Linked DNA regions of Hordeum vulgare: region 2 is linked to region 1. The links are chromatin contacts, called in public Hi-C maps. All regions are on one chromosome and are shown on one strand. The core of a region is the stretch at or near the end of the contact, and the rest is flanking DNA. Distances in the headings are between cores, read along the strand shown.

The links. Hi-C and Micro-C count contacts between places; a contact is called where the count stands out from the background.
Region 2: a Hi-C map of leaf shows a contact between it and region 1, with 4 times the contacts expected there. The contact joins the promoter of LOC123426673 here to the promoter of LOC123407872 in region 1. A contact is called at or near these places in 2 of 6 Hi-C or Micro-C datasets (both in leaf) and 1 of 1 datasets of contacts at active chromatin or transcription factors (embryo).

Annotation. Positions count from the first base shown.
Region 1 is chr1H:114,824,011-114,826,710 of MorexV3_pseudomolecules_assembly, reverse strand. LOC123407872 reads left to right here and starts at 1,410. Exons shown (of 5, transcript XM_045101112.1): 1 at 1,410-1,780; 2 at 1,874-1,960; 3 at 2,078-2,305; 4 at 2,459-2,677. The coding sequence starts at 1,583.
Region 2 is chr1H:114,970,047-114,972,746 of MorexV3_pseudomolecules_assembly, reverse strand. LOC123426673 (glycosyltransferase BC10-like) reads left to right here and starts at 1,251. Exons shown (of 11, transcript XM_045110544.1): 1 at 1,251-1,977; 2 at 2,085-2,201; 3 at 2,297-2,397. The coding sequence starts at 1,675.

The DNA of each region.
Region 1 (2,700 bases), core at 161-2,660:
AGACGAAGCAGACGGACGGAGGTGAGCGGAGAGGCTGGGTTTCGGAGGCCTGCTCTCCCGTCGACTGTGTACGCGGTGAACGGGACGGAGTCGCCGGCGGCAGCAGCAGCAAAGGAACGAGCGCGAGAGGCAGATGTGATCATTATCTCATGAGCCTGTTCCAATACAGAACAGTTGTCAACCATTTTGTAATCATGGAACTGCTCCATAACATACATCTCACTCCCAGCATCAGTGACCCCGAATTTAGATTTGAGCGCCTCCCACAGCTCTTTGGCAACATGCATATGTAAATATGCATCAACCAGCTTATCTCCGATCACGCTTATAACTACTCCAAGGAATAGGATGGTGGCCAACGCTTGAAATAAGTACCAATAAACTTATCCGGTTTCAGTGCAACAGCAAAACCATTACTCAAAAAATCCTACACAAATTAGTTTTTTGGATTGTTGAGTAAATAGGCGATTTTTTGAGTAAATTAATCCACGAGCGCGGTGAACGGGACGGAGTCGCCCGCGGCAGCAGCAGCAAAGGAACGATCGCGTGAGGCAGATGTGATCTGATTCTCGTGATGGCTAGGGTTGGTGTTAGCCCTACTTATATAGGCGGCCGGGTGGAGAGACGTGGGAGCTCGGCTCATTCCCGCAACCTACGTCGTGACGAGGCGTGGCGGGCGGCGAGGGAGGAGTGCGCGAGGGCTTCTTCCCTTTTCACTCTCCAATAGCATATAGAATAGAGACCCTTATAAAGGATCAAACTTTTTCTCCACTAACGGAGTGGGACTAAACTTTTCACCACCACCTTGTCATGCCCTCACCTACATGGACCTTTGGAGATTTTTGAAATTATCTTATGGGCCTAAGGCCCGCTACTAATTTCAACACAAGTAATGAAGTGTCCTGGAATCCAGTAACCCCGATCGTGCCTCTGAACTACGCAGTCTGTACTGCCGAGCTCAAAGGTAACAGGATGTAAAACCTGTTCTGCCTAACCAAGCAGTGTTCTGGACATTGCACAGATCTGCCTAAATCTCTCGGCACATGGGGAGCACCCATCGTTCTGCAGCACAAAGAAAAGTTACATGCCATGCCACCGGGCTGGCCTCCACTGAGATCTACTAAAGGAAAGACCAAAAGGCAGCAGCGTGGAGTGGGAGAGGGGACAGGAGCGGGCATACGGCTAGGAAAAAATGATGGGGGCATGGCTACGCGTGGTGCTCATTTCGAGACAATTATGCTGTGCTGGTCCGTCGCACGGAAGAAAAAGGCCTGCAGGCTGGTGAGCCAAATCAGCCGCCCACCGGAGCGCAGAGTCGGCCAAATGACCTGCTGATAATTCCGTCTCACTGCTGGTTCGTTTGGTGCCATACTCCCAGGTATCTATCCATCCGTGTATCTAGTGATCTATGGATGCCTGTGTGTATTTATAGCGAGCTCGAGGGCGGTAGGAAGAAGACAACCGCGCCAATGCTGGTGCGCGCGCGCACATACTGACTGACGCCTTGGAAGAGTATTAAGCTTCTTCCTCTTCTTCTTCTGATCCTAGGCTGCTACGAAACTCAGGGCAGCCCTGCTCGTCGATGGCTTCTTGCTGCTGCCCAATCATTGCCTCCTTCGTCTCTTTCCTCCTCGTCTTCCCCGCCCTCGTCTCCTCCGCGACGACGGGCAATGGCAATGGCAGCACGACGGCGCTCCGCTTCGGCGAGGAGCAGCTCGGGCTCCGGCGGATGAGGGCCCAGCTCGCCAGGGTCAGGGAAGCCACTGTCAAGACGATCCAGGCACGTACACCAGACATTCTTCTCGTTCGTCACATCGTACGTGAAATTTGTCCCTTTTTTGCCAGGTAGTAACTGGTTTTGATCATTTCGCAGAGCCCTGACGGCGACGTCATAGACTGCGTGCCCTCTCACCTGCAGCCCGCGTTCGACCATCCCAGCCTCAGAGGCCAGAGACCAGAGGTACGTTAGTGTTGTTCTGAATTCTGATTGACTGACAGTGACTGACCGGCTGCAATGTGCATCGTGTTCTCGCGTATGCCCTTGAGGTGATCGCTAATGGTTGTTGAGCCGCTGCAGGACGAACCTGCGGCAAGGCCAGGGAATGCCGACGCCGTGGAAGACGACGAGGAGGAGGAGGTCTTGCCGCAGACGTGGAGGAGCTCCGGCGAGTGGTGCCCGAAGGGGACCATACCGGTGAGGCGGACGACGGAGGGCGATCTGCTCAGGGCCAGTTCCGTTCGGAGGTTCGGGATGAAGCCCAAGAGTGCCGCGGCGCGGCGGGACTCCACCAGCAACGGCCATGAGGTCAGTCACCGGCTCCCCGCCAATGATGACCACTCCTTCGATTCAGTCTCTGTTTAGGAGTATCAGTCAGTCATTTGGACACGTATGCAGACAAAAGGATACGGCCACTGTACTAGTGTACCGGATACTGAATGTCATTGTGGTGGTATGCAGCACGCGGTGGGGTACGTGACCGGCGGGCAGTTCTACGGCGCGAAGGCGAGCCTGAACGTGTGGCCGGCGCAGGTGTCGTCGCCGGCGGAGTTCAGCCTGTCCCAGATCTGGGTCATCTCCGGCTCCTTCGGCAACGACCTCAACACCATCGAGGCCGGGTGGCAGGTCAGCCCCGAGCTATACGGGGACAACAGCCCGAGGTTCTTCACCTACTGGACCGTAAGCTCTCTAAACGATGTCGT
Region 2 (2,700 bases), core at 2-2,501, 150 kb before region 1:
AAGAAAAATCCTCTCCCACGCCGATCTTTCCCTCTCCCAAGTACTGCGACGACCATTTGGCAAGCTCGACGGTTGGCGTACGTCGTGCTAAGCTCAACTAGCGAGCGTACACGGATGTGCCGCTCATCGCGCCCTTGTGTCCAGCATCACAGGCCACTGCTATACCATTCCCGTGGAGCGACTACAATCCGCCCTGTGATGTCCGCTGCGTGGCACCAGGCGTACCCCAGATGGAGGCGGTGGACACGCGGCTAGGGGATTTGGACGGTGTCGAACACGAATTCTTGGTCAGCGCGGTAGAAGCACCTCAGAGGCGACGTGAGCTGCAGTGGAGTGCATGAACACCACCTGTTTGACAGAATGATGGTGGGTACGGGAGGTCCTTGTGCAGAAGTGCAGCTGTACGTCGGAGAGGAGAGAGGTTTTCCAGGTCTCGATTTCGCGCTCTTGGCGGCCGTGTCGACGCCGGCTCCTCGTGGGACAAATGGGTCAACGTGGCCAACATCTGCGACGTCGGTAGCCGTGTGGTGTCGGGGTCGCGTTCTTCGGTCGGGGCAGCTCACTACAGTGCTGAACAACGCGGGCAAGACGTATACCATGTCCGGCTTCTGAGAGCTCAAGCAAGTCTGGGGCCTTCATACCGTTATGGGCGCCGGCGCTCAGCGGTCTCGTGACGTGGCGACGGCGAGCACGGGGGAGGCGGGAGATGACGGAGGACTAGACAGCAGCATGGATGCAAACCAAGTTCGGTGCCTTCCAGTATTCATCAAGTATGGATACTAAACAAGAAGCTCGTGTTAGTCAGTTCGTTGTGTTCCCTCGACCATGTTGATGTGTTCTAGTAATACCCATTCGTAGTGCTAGCAGCAAATGAGATAAGTGAGTGATCCCTGTCGGGATCTTTCCTTTCCAGGTGCGGCAAACAGATCCAAGGTTGAAATTAGGTTGAAATTGACTGGGATCAGTAAATACAAGGTATGAATTTCAGGGATTTAAAATTCAGGGTTTAGTTTTGATCATACGTACAACTTTAAGGTCTAAAATAGACTTCACTCTCTCCATGGCATGGGTCAGTAAACACGTTGCGGTCGGTCTGTCGGTTCCGTTTAGCTCGTCGATCGGCACCGCCGTCCGCCGGCGTGTCGCCTTGACGCAGTTTTTGGGACTAGTCAATGTGAATAATGGAAACTTCACGTGCCTCTGTCAGGCCACAACATGGCCCTTTGTTGCCCCCGCTCTGGATTTGGATCCGCACCGTTGCCGCTGCCCCGACCTCACTGGAACGTGGATCCACCCCGTTCCCGTTCCCGTTCCCGGTAGGTGGTTAGCGCGCCCGTCGAGGAGCAGTGTCTCTCACGAGACTGCTAGCTTTACTTGCCGCTGCCGCGCTGCCCCGGCAAGCAAGCAAAGCAAGCGGAGCCTGCCGAGATTCGATCCCCCGCCTCCCCGCCGCGGCGCAAGTGCAACCACCACCAACCTCCCGAGATCACGAGACCGCACCACACCCCCCCAGCTTAGCCGTGGGAGCTCGAGATCTGAGCTGAGGCGCGCTCCGCTCCTCTCTGCTCTGCTCTGCTCTGCTACGCTTTGCCTTTGCTGGCCCCCAATGCCGCGAGCAGGAGGATCAACGGAGGCGGCGGCGGTGAGTCGGTAATACTACCGTAGTCTCGGGAAATGAGGCCGCGGCGGCACTCGTACGGCAGGGGCGGCAGGAGCGCGGCGGCGGCGGTGCTGCTCGTGCTGTGCCTCTGCGTCACCGGCGTCTTCCTCCTCCTGCTGCACGGCTCCTCCCCGCCGCTGGATGCGGACGAAGCGAAGGACCAGGCGGCCGCGGCAGGAGGGGGGAGGCACGAGGAGCCGGTGGTCCTGGCCGAGGTGGAGGAGGCGCCGCTGCCGCCGGGGAACGCCAGGGTCGCCTTCCTCTTCATCGCCCGCAACCGCCTCCCGCTCGACCTCGTCTGGGACGCCTTCTTCCGCGTACGTCCCCCCGCCCTTCTCGCTTCGTCTCTCGATTGCCGTCTCCATTTTCACAAATGCCGATGTGAATGAATGCCAAATCGAATCGTGATTCTTATACGGATCAGGCTGACAATGAGGGAAGGTTCTCCATCTTCGTGCACTCGCGGCCGGGATTCGTGCTCACCCGCGCCACCACCCGCTCCCGCTTCTTCTACAACCGGCAGGTCAACAACAGCGTCCAGGTTAGTCAGTGCTGACAGTTCCTACCATATCCATGTGATCTCTGCGTTCGAGGCTCAGTTGCTGCTGACGTGCTTTCAACTTTTTTGGCATTCAGGTGGATTGGGGGGAGGCGAGCATGATCGAGGCCGAGCGCATCCTTCTCAGCCATGCACTCAAGGATCCCTTCAATGAGCGCTTCGTTTTTGTGTCCGACAGGTACAGTTCGAGGCTCTTCTTAGAATGGCAACTCCTACTTCTGGCTTGGAATTTGCACAAAAGAATGAACTCAATGAAGCATTAGGTGTAAGGGGGGAACTTGTACTGTTTAACACATCAATTATGTGGTGTTCGAGTTCTTGCTTCATTACACTAATTAGTAAAGTAAAAAGTATGCTTTGTAGTAAAAACAAATTCTGCTGTGTTATGTCCTGAAATCGTGTAATGTTTGTTGTGTTGTTCCATGTAAATTGTTGTAGTTTTTTATTTTGACAAAAGGAATTCCATTCAATAGTTATATTG